2 separate regions of the Manis pentadactyla genome follow, and region 1 is linked to region 2. A link is a contact called in public Hi-C data. All regions are on one chromosome and are shown on one strand. The core of a region is the stretch at or near the end of the contact, and the rest is flanking DNA. Distances in the headings are between cores, read along the strand shown.

The links. A called contact is a pair of places that touch in the nucleus more often than the background predicts.
Region 1: a contact with region 2 is called in a Hi-C map of fibroblasts, with 6 times the contacts expected there. The contact joins the promoter of VPS4A here to the promoter of TANGO6 in region 2. A contact is called at or near these places in 2 of 3 Hi-C or Micro-C datasets (fibroblasts and skin fibroblasts).

What each region holds. Positions count from the first base shown.
Region 1 is chr15:56,736,710-56,742,652 of mManPen7.hap1, reverse strand. It overlaps VPS4A (vacuolar protein sorting 4 homolog A), which reads right to left and starts at 3,058. Exons shown (of 11, transcript XM_036897738.2): 1 at 2,865-3,058. The coding sequence starts at 2,885.
Region 2 is chr15:56,339,796-56,345,311 of mManPen7.hap1, reverse strand. It overlaps TANGO6 (transport and golgi organization 6 homolog), which reads right to left and starts at 1,997. Exons shown (of 19, transcript XR_008994009.1): 1 at 1,836-1,997.

The sequences.
Region 1 (5,943 bases), core at 1,809-4,308, 400 kb before region 2:
CCAGAACCAACTGATTTCTGTGTTGCTCAGCATGGAAACCAGAGACCGTACTTAACCTTGAGCACCAGAAAAGAGCCAGTAGGCTAAGAAAGTCCCTCATTGACCTGGGTTTTACGAGATGGACTTAAAGGGATCACTACTTCCTTCTACCAGCCCTACTTGCTTATTGAGGCTGAGAAGAGTTTCCTAAAGTTGATACCTAGGGAAGGGATGCTTAGCCACATGAGTCAACACATCAGTAGCTCTGGGAGGAAGAGAGACATTGCCAGTAAGCTTGCTTATTCTAGAGGCATATATGTGCTACCAATTCAGGGGAATGGGCCTCTGGAACCTTCTAAGAACTCTATGAGAGTGTCTTTGTGAATCTCATACATTCTGTATTCCTGTGTACTAGACTGGAATGTCAAGTAGGCTGGATCTTTCAGACAGCTGCCCCACACCTACATACCCACTTTTAGAAACCATGGCTTCACCAACCCAGGAAGTTATTTCCAGAATTATCCTCCTCAAGCTGATATAGCACTAGACACCAAGCAGGCAGATCCCGCTATATACATACAGTTCCATCCATAGTGAACAATAAGCCTCCTGACCAGCTCTTGGCAGGGCCTGGGCATTTGTGCAGCCCTTCCTCATTGGAAGTTAGTAAGTCTCACAACGAAAGACACAGATAGCTCTAAAAAACAGACTGGGGCAGGTTAGGCCAGGTCATGTTAAATGAACTCACCAGGTTGAAGACATGAAAGGTAACAGTGTTGGATATTTTCAAGCGTCAGCTCCCTCCTCTACCTACAAACAGAGAATGGCTAGGAGCCCTGAGCCTTCTTGGATGACTGGCTTAAGCACAAGCTTTATTTGTCTGCTCTCTCACCCATGAAGGCCCTTCCCAAGAGATGTGAAAGGGATGCTCCTACCCCCAGTGCCTTCTCTTCTCCAGAACAAACACCCCCATTTCCTTGGACATTCTCACTCTGTTTGCCTTCTTGCTTGGGTCTGTCCTTTTGAAAGGTAGGGCACAGAACAATACTCCAGGTAGGCTCTGCCCCCCATTGGGCAGAGCAGACCCATCCCCTCCCTCCTTCTAGATTCTCTATTATGTACCTAAGAACACATTAGCACATACAGTTTTTCACATGCAAGAGACCTCAGCTGCAATTTGGAGGGGGAATAGTTTTGCCTAACACGAGGGAAAGGTGACAAACGAACTGCCAGCCCTGCTGAATCTCTAGTAACACACAGGGCAAAGAATGAGGATGAGAGAAAGGGGTAGAGGAGGAAGACGAGCCGGCAAACTTTCTGTAAAGGACCATGGTAAGTATTTCAGGCTTTCTTAGCTATATAATCTCTGTAGCAACTACTTGGCCTTTGTAGTCCAGAAGCAGCCATAGACAATACATAAACAAATGAGCAGGGATGTGTTCCAATAAAACTTTATTTATAGATACTGAAATTTGAATTTCATGATTTTCACATGTCACAAAATATCCTTTATTCAGCCTCTTTAAAAACCTCTGACATGTTAAGTGAGAGAAGCCAGTCACAAAGGACCATATATAGTATATGATTCCACTTACCTGAGGTGCCTCGAATAGGCAAATCCATAGGGACAAAAAGTAGATTTAGTGGTTGGGGAGGAATAGAGGGCTTAGGAGATGATGGCTAAAGGAAGTGGGATTTCTTTTTGGGATGACTTACGTGTTCTAAAAGTGACTGTAGGGATGGTTGAACAGCTCTGTAAATATACTAAAAACATTGAATTGTGCACTTTAAATAGGTGATTTGTGTGGTATGTGAGTTTTATCTTAATAAAGCTGTTTTTCTTTTAATGTGAAAAAATATTCTTATCAGCTCACAGGCCATACAAAAATGGGGCAGGGGGAATCTGCAAGCCATGGTTTCCCCAACCCTGTGAAGGCAGACCTGCTGGTGGATGGTGGGGTCTGGCTTTGTACCTCCAGCTACTTCCTAGGCTAGTACCCCAACTTATTCCATGCCTGTTTCCACTCTTTCCTCTATCTACAGTAACCATCCCTTCTCTACCTCCAGGTATGTGATTACAACCCATCCTTCCATCCTTTGCTGATCCCCCAAATGCCCTTCTTCCATGAAGTCTTGCTTAACTTCCCAAGCAACTTCACCTGCCATCACTTACTGAGCACTTACTAGGTAAAAGATACTGTGTTAAGAATGCTTTACCTGAATTACTCAAACTAGAGCCACTGTCACAACAACTCTAATGAGTATTAACCCATTTTACTGACAGGAAACCCGAAATTCCAAGATCAAATAACTAGCCCAAGGTCACATGCTCGTGAGTGGCAGAGCCCATAAAGAAACCCAGGTCTGAGGCCGGAGCACGTTTATGTTTTTCCGGCCCAGCCGGACTGGCAGCACCTGGCGGATGGGTCAGTCATGCATCCAGGTCGCGCCACCCCAGCCCACCCAGCACGATCTAGGGAATAAATGAAGGGTCGTTGACCGAGAAGAGGAAACCGGAGCAACAGAGGGGGCTTATTCAAGGGGAGGCAGTTCCTCGAGGGAGAGAGAGGAGTCAGACCGCGGGCCCGAGCTTCCAGAGCGGCGCCTGGGAGGCCCGGTGTGGCCGATGCCCGGGGCGGTCGAGGGGCGGGGGCTGCATGTAGCGGTCTCAGGGCTCGGCTCGGCCAGGGGCCGCACGTTGGGGGCGGGAGGCGGCCCTTGGCTCCGAGCGCGTGAAAACAGAAACGGGCGGAGGCGGAGGCGGGGCGGGTACCGCGAGGCCGAGGTGCTGGGAGGCCGCTCGGCTGCCCGCCGGGGTGCCGGCCCTTAGGCCCCGTCGCGCCTCTCTCGGCCTCCGCAAGCTGGGCCCAGCCGCACCGAGGTACCTGGAGGGTTGACGTTGTCATTTCATCTCCTGGGTCCGCCCCGCACCCCGCGGCGCTGCTTGCGGCCTCGGTCCGGCCCGGGAGAGCCGAGGTGCTGGGTCCGGCGCGGGGAGCCCGGCGAATCGGAGCTGGGCGCAGGCAGGGCGGCCGCTGGCAGCCGGAGCCGAGTCCGAGGGCGAGCGAGCAGCGCGGCGCAGAGCGGCCAGGCCCGAGCCGCGAGGCTGCCCCGCGCGGCCACGGAGGGTACTGCAGGCACCGCTCCCCCGCCCTGGGGGCAGCCGCAGCTAGGGCCGGGGCGGGGCCGGGAGGAGGAGGGGCGGGGCCGGGAGGAGGAGGGCAGGGGAGGTGGGGGTGGACTGAGGCAGGGCTGGGTAGCAATGCTCTAGTCCTAGACCCCCGCTTCTATTGCATCAGCCCCTACAGGACAGTTTAACTTACAAAGTAAACCTAATTTCCCACAGCTTTGGGTTCCTGATGTTTAACAGGGTATGCTAATAATTGGTATCTACCTTGTCTGGCATTTGGGGAAATGAATGAGCTAATGTAAACATAGTGTATCCCACAGTGGAGGCTCAGTCCATGGTGATTTCTATTATGACGCTGGTGGGTCTAAAGTCAGTTTTGTTTTAAATATTAACCCTTATACTTTTCTCTTTAGAAAGTGGTTTTCTTAAACCTCCAAAGCCGGGGACTTTACCCCCGTGAACTTCAGTATAGCAGATGGGTTGTTCACACTTGTTCGTCCAGCAATATTTAATCAGGATAGCCGCTATGTGCCGAGCGCCCTGCTAATTTCTGGAGATTCAACAATGATCAAAGCGGCTCTAAGGGAGCCCATGGTTTGAGGGAGAAAGATGCTGTTCATTAGGAAAGATTATGGGATAAGTATGATGAGGCCTGTATGTAAAGGCTCATGTGCTGTGTAAGCATCTCACAGGCAGCCTGCCCACAATTAGGGGGTCAGGAAAGGCTCTCATTTAAGTGGAGGTTTGAAGGATCAGGGAGAGAGGATGAGCACTCCAGGGTGATGAACAGCCTGTGCAAAGGCCCTGAGGCCTGAGGAGGCCACTGACGGCGTTTAAGAAACTGGACAAAGGCTCAAATAGCCAGAGAGCAGAAAGCAAGTCGAAGTCTGTTGTGAATGACACTGGGGAGCTGGGCAGGGGCCAGGACATTTGGCTGTGGTAAAGGTTTGGGGTTTTATCCTAAGAACGGTGAGAAACTGTTTTTGGATGGATGACTGTAGCTCTGGCATACAGAGCAGATTGCAGGGATGGGGTGGCTATTGCCTTTGAAGTATTTCCATAACCCAGGAGAGCAAGGAAAGCTTGGACTGGGAGGGCCATGGAAAGATGTGCACAAAACAGAGGTTTTGGAAAACAAATCAATGCACGTGGAAATGGATAGAGATGAGGTATGGTGAAGGGCAGGAGGGGACAGGGATGATTCCTGGTTTGCTGGCTTCAGCACCTGGACAGATAGTGGTGATACTGACATGGGGAATTCTGAACCAAGACCAGGTTGGAGGGGTGGGGAGTGAGGAAGATGATGAGTTTGAGGTACTGTTGAAACATCATGTGTCAGTTAGATACATGCATCTGCAACTAGAAGAAAGATGACAGTTGAAGGTGCACCTCTCTGGGTATGGGTGGAAATGGAAGCTGTGCAGATGAGATCTCCCAGGGAAGACTGGAGGGTAGGGTGGGCGAGGCAGGCATCTGGGACAGAGCTGGGAGGTTTGCTGGCTGACCAGAGGATGAGCCTGCAAAACCTCAGAAAGACTGCTGGACAGGTAGGACAGCCAGCCAGGTGTCTTAGGAGTCAGGGGAGGGGTGTCAATAAGGAGAGGGAGTGCAGTACCTCATGCAGCTGAGAAGGCAGACCGTGACATGAAGGACACCGACGACCTCAGCCAGAGATGTTCTGGTCAAATGATGGAGGCAGAAGTCATACTGCAGTGGACCCTGTGGGAGGGGACATGAGCAAATGCAGTCCCTGAGGAGACACACCTCTCAAAATGTCTGGGGAAAAGAAAGGAGGCCTAGAGCAATAGCTGCAGAAGTTGTGGGGCCCAGGGAAAGATTTTTGGTAGTTGTTACTGGGAGAAAAGATGAGCATGTTTAAAAAACCAATAGAAGGGATCTCCATAAGAAGGCTAATCAGTGGGAATGAGGTCAAATAGGGTGGCTGGCTTTAGGAGCGAAGATGGATGCGTAGCAAGAAGTTGGGAGAGTACCTTTATTTTCTCAGTGAATTAGAAGGAAAGAGAATCTGCTGAGAGACAGAGAGAGAGAGAGAGAGAGGTGGAAGGCCTGGGGTTTGAGGAGAGTTAAACATGGTTGGACATAATTTCAAGTGAACCAGAAATGAGCAGTGTTAAGGGCAAGCCTGGTAAAGGTTGGCAACCTCTGTAAGTGTACAGAGGTACCAGTTTGCCTTGCATCTTTCTCCCCAAGACTCAGCTGTCCAGAAGGTGCAGGAAGATGGTTCATCCAGGCAGCTGCTATGAAGGCAGAGCAGCAGGGAACTCCCAGGTTCAGCGAGTGTGGTGCTGCAGTGGTAGTCTATGGACTGGGAACTGGGTAAGGTGGAAGGTGAATAGGGAGAAAGTAAGAGACAGTGGACTTGTAAGGACCAACAGGTAGTCACAGTGGGAGCACACAGGGATGTGTCAGTTACTGATTTCAGAAATGGCTCTATTTCAGCAGTAACACAGTTCAAGGGGCGACCATGGGAGCAGGAGGGTAAGATGGAGTGAAGAGGTCATCATCACACATTCTTGCAGTTCTGGAGGCCAGAAGTTCAAGATTAAGGTGTTAGCAGGGTTGTTTCTGCTGAGGCCTCTTTCCTAGGCTTGCAGAGAAGTACGCTTTTGCTGTGTTTTACAGGATCTTTCCTCTGTACGCATGCACCCCGGATCTCTGTGTGTCCAAGTTTCTTCTTACAAGGATTGGACTGAGGCCCACCCTAAAGGCCTCATTTTAACTGAGTCACCTCTTTGGAGGCCGTGTCTTCTTGAATTCAGTGGGACCCAATCCAGCCCACAGCAAGGGCTGGGGTTGAGATCCACTTGCTGTGC
Region 2 (5,516 bases), core at 748-3,247:
TCCTATACCCAACTACTAACTGTACTATTCACTCGCCACTAGGGTTCTCTTGCCATACTGAGTATATGTATAATACCATCTCCCCAGACAAGATGCTTGAGAGCCCAAGTTGTGATGTATCTTTGTAGCATTGAGGACAGAATACTATACAAAGTTGATTCTCAGTAATTACCTCGAAGGTAGTCAACTTAAAGAGAAATCAAAAATGTTTAATCCAGTGAGATGTAATTTTAACCAATACTTTCACCCTGTCTCCTGAACACCTTTGTCCACCAGTGACAGCTCAGTACTCGTGCTCAGGTGTTTTTTAATGCCCCTCAGATATGATCAAACAGAAGGCACATGCATACAATATATAATAGACTATATGTGCAAATGATATTATTTTATCACAGTACTTACACTACTTTTTCAAATAGGAATGAATAAACTGAATTGAATTCTTGTAAGTTAAATAGTACATGCATGTAACTCCACCACATACTCTTAGAGCTATAGGGAGGGTCTTCTATAAAAGTGCTTTATGTCTATGTGCTTTGATACATGATTACTTCCAGACTTTTTGTTTTTTTTACCTTGTTCTCAGTTGTTTTAAATAGTTGCAGTTGCTAGACAAGTGACCTCTTGATTAGCAAGTTAAAATGGTATTTTGCAGTTTATTTTTCTTCACTGGGGAGGAGTACAGTTATCATACTATAGTGGAAGGTGCCCAAGTTCAAATCCTAGCTCTACCAGCTAATAGACTCACAATGAACAATTTCCAATGTTCCTGAGTCCTGGTTCCTTCTTCTGGCAAACGGAATACAAGTAACACCTATCAATTGGGATTGCTGTGAGGGTTAAGTGGTATGTACACATCAACAGCATACTATAGGGACTGATACTTAGTAGGCACTCAATTATTATTATTACTGATTTCACTTCCCTCAGGTACCGTATAATGTTTGCAGGAGTTTTTGTAATTTGGGGATGTATCTCAAAACTTGGAACCGCACCTCACAGCCCTTCAGGTACCTTTGCTCGCCCTACAAATTCCTTCCTCCAAAATATACAGTCCAATTTATGACACACGGTCCTATTTCAATTGTGTCCTTTCTCAAAGCTTCGGGTAACATCAGAGCCACCATACTGAGAAGGGACTTCGGTAAACCTTGGTTCTGGGTCTGCGTGCTACGCCTAATGTGACCACTTGATTGGGGCAGGTTACTTAAATCTCTTCAGTGAGCCCTGGGTGTACTCAGCTGTAATGGTGAGTGCCAGGCTAAACCACTCCCAAGATCCCTTCAGATTCTAGATTGGGAAGATCTTGTCAGCCCACCACGTTAAGATTAACAGTGACTGTAAATCTCTCCCACAGACTGTGAACCCCTACATGCTCTCCCCAAACCCAGCTCCAACGCCACTGCTTCCTTTTCCTGGACTCCTCAGCACTGTACAAATCTCCGGTGTCCACACGGACCCTGGGTCCTCCAGAAGTTGGGCCCTCACGTTGCACAGCACGAGCGCCTACCCTCGCGGAAGCTCCTTCCGCAGCCCTACCTTGGAAGGCTGCAGTAAGGACTGAAGGAAAGCATGTTACCCAAGGCGCTTGACACAACGTCTGGTACCAGGTAAGCGCTCACGAGGCGTTGGTATGGGTCCCATCCCCTACTTGAGCCTCAAATGTATTAGGCTGGACAAAACCCAAAGCTCCCCGGCGCGGGGCGGGGCGGCCTCGGGGTCCCGAGGGCGCGGGGAGGCCTGAGGGGCGCACACTGCGGGAGGCAGGGCGGCCCTTGACGACTGATGGCCCTGAGAGCCCCGGTGCAGCCCGGCGCCGAAGTCCGTCCTCTCACCTCCCGGGCTCAGCAGCAGCTTCAACGCCTCCAAAATCCGCCCCAGACCGCACATTTCCAGAGCCCTACTGCCAGCGGCCCGTCCGGGGGCCGCCATGACTGGAGTGGAACACGCCCCTTGTGACCGGCTCAGGCGTCTCGGCGGGTCGCCGCCGCCATGTTGAGTGTGGCGGAAGGCGCTGGCGGGGGCAGGGTGCGCGTCACGTGGTGGGGCCGGCTCGGTCGGAAATGGCCCCTTGGCAAATAAGTACGTCCTCAGGACCCCTTTATCTCTTGGAAGGAAAAAAATCATTAACAACGTTCTCTCACATACAATTTCAGAAACGCAATATGATTAACTACTATATAATATGTATTTAATATGAAAATATTACAGTACCAAAACAGTAAAAGGCAGTGAACTAAACAGATTCTACACCTGTTTAATAATGAAGTGTGATATGTAAAACAATATTCAACTGAATACTGTTGAACTTCTTTATTAGCAAAATATAAAAATAAGTGCTAAGCACACATACAACTATTGTGAATATAATAACAACTGATGCTATTGATGATGTGATTTTTTAAATGGATTGAGTTCCCAGTAAAAGTTCTGTCTTTGAACCTACATGCATTCCTGGAAAATTAAGTGTATACTAAAATCATGCCCCCTCTCTCCAAATGGTGTTAATATGTAAAACAGAATGCATTTGAGATTTGGATAATCAGAAACAAGTGTTCACCTACATGAATCCTGGTGGGATTTTCAAAAGTCACGTTGTCTGAAAATCATGCTCCAAATCTAGGACAGTGCTTCTGAGGGCAAGACCTTTAGCATACCTGCCTCTCCCTTCACTAAAAGTCAATAATCTCTTATATCATTCTCACAACGATGCTCACCGGCCACTTTACAAAAGTGCTCCCTAAGAGGCTGTCCTGCTTCTCCTTGACATCCCTGAGTTAGCCTGGGCTCACGATTGATGACTGCCCTTCAGCATTTAGCTGCTGAGCCTCTGGGGAAGCCCCTTGTGCTTCACATGCCAGCCCATGTCACTGGGGAAAGAAGCTGTTCATTTAACTCCTTTCTCAGGCCCCTCCTGGTCATGCCCATGTCTCTGAACTCCAGTTCAAATCCGTCAACCATTTTTTTCCTGCTCTCTAAAGTGAGAACAGAATCGTTTTCACAAGGCTATTTTGGGGAGTTAAAATGACACTGCTTTCAAGTATTTAGCAATGTGTGCCACTTAATAAATTGTACCTGTATCTTCCCCTTCATCTCTTCCTCAAATAAAATCCTGCCAAAACATCTTTAAACCAGAAAAACATTTTAAAGGGGAAATAAATGACCTACTATATTACCATAATGCTCTTGCCATTGTGTGTATCCCAGGCTTTGGCAGTAAGAAGACAATTCTTCTTCAGTTATGTTTGGACACAAGTTCATTTGAAAAAAAAAAATTTGAAATGTCATTTAAAGGTATTAAACATTTAGTGAAAAGGGTGTAAAGCATTGTGTGGGAAAGGCCCACCCCTAAGTTTTGTACAGTTTGGGCCAAAAATACAAGATGGAGGGCCGTATACCATATGTGTAAATATTTCAAAGTATAAATCAAATTAATAGATTGTTAAATACTTTTTATACTCCTACCTTGAAAACTATGCCAGATTTGAATTGAGAATTCTCAGACTTCATGTCAGAGCTCCATACTGGATGGACATGGCAGGATGGGGGAAGCCAGTTCCCTGCCTTTGGCCTGACCCTTTTTTCTTCTCACTAGTGTCTCCATCCTGCACTCACACACATGTGGACATTCCAGCTTGTGCGTGCACATCCAGGCTCTGTCCACACACTCCTAAGAAACTACCACTTGAAACCCTAGGGCTAGGAGTGCGCACACAGGGAGCATGGTGCAGCTTTCAGAGGGCAGACCGAGCCAAGAGGCCTAGAGAGCTCTGGAAGCAGGCTCAGAGATGGCTGGGCAGGGGATTCCAGGATCCCAGAACCTGCAGTGTGGTCTGGAAAGAGGGGTGAAGATTTGGGGTGGGCAATTCCCCTAGGCAGATTCCTTGCCCATGGGGAAGAGCATGGTAGAGGAGGCCAGGTGGGGCCTTTAAAGCATGGGGCCAGAGCTGGGACCCTATTAGCCCCAGTCTAAGGGCAGTAGTGGTGTGGGATTTACAGGTGATGAGGGTTCCCAGAGTTGGGAGAGCTGAGAGTCCTCTATCCCAAAGCATTATGGCGCCAGATTTTATCTTTTGAGCTCTATAGGCTTAGATACCACAAAGTGACTTGAACGATCAAGTCAATATCATAAGGATACTATAAATTTTTACAGCAAAAAATTATATCCCACATGGAACATTGGGTACATTTTATGTATGATAGGATGTTGGGGGAGTGCCTATGGCCTATAAGGCTGTATATTAGGCCCAAGCATGAAAAAAAGGAAGCATGTTCAGGTTTCTCCTGGCCTAAGGAAATCATGCAAGTAGGCTTTTAAGTACCCTATTTCCTTAGAATCTGATATTTACACTTATGGAATTTTAGTTTACAGGAATGGAATTCTGGTAGCCTTTGCCTCACTTTGTCTAGGTAGCTTTGTTAAAAAACAGAAGCACACCTGGGAGACCCCCTGGTAACATGCTATTCAACATCCCTCAAATTAATACCCACAGGAGCTACATTGGAGAGGGTGCTGCAAGAAACCACATGGGGATGTTCCACACACACACACACACACACACACACACACACACACAGGTCTGTATTCATGCAAAATGTGTTCTACTGATTTAAAGTCAGACAAAAAGGACCCCATAATCAGGAACTTAAGGGACAGCAGCCAAACAGGTTGGGTTGCAAATAGCAAGCTGGGGCTATTTGCCTCAACCCAGAATAAGGCTAATGGTATTGATAGACAGAACAAGACCAATAATTACTGATGGCTGTTTCACACAGATTTCCTAGTGAAGACCCCAGCAAATTATGGGTTCATATGGGTTCTTATCTTCTAAATCCACACATGATAACTGGAGTGGTTGCATTCCATCTAACTGACCTCTAAATTCTTATCCTATCTGTCTCAAAACCTTAGACACTGTGATAACCCCCAATACCTACTCCACAAAAAAATGGTCACTGCAGTTAAGTTTTCATTTATTTTAAATGAAAGGTTTTCTCTTTGGATTACCACTCTCTTTCGCATCTATCAGATCCTTGTTAGAGAGGAAAAACTTTTCTTCTACCCTCTTACATTCTTAATATGGAGGTGTGTGAATTCAATGGTCGAAAGACAGATTAGCGAGAAAAGATTTTTATGCACGTTTGAGGGAATTCCCAGAAAAATGTGACTCAAAGAAGTGGTTTGAGTCTGGGGCTTATATACCATCTTAACACATGGAGGGAAAGGGGTGAAGAGGTGCTTGTAGAGAAACAAATGACACAGGAAAAATAAGTGAGCCCTTGGGAGAATAGATGAAAGATACGGTACTTTTGTGACAGTATCTGTTTTGGTGCGTTCTTACCCCACTAGTGTCAACTTCTAGTCTCTGGTGATAGTCAATAGTCCCTGGTTGCAAAACTTCTGGGGAGGATTTTTATGACTGTTGAATTCTTTTGGGAGATTCTGCTTTGGCAGATAAGGGGAGTCCACAAAGAAACATCTTGACAGTGGTATATTCTGGATCCCTTCATCCTTA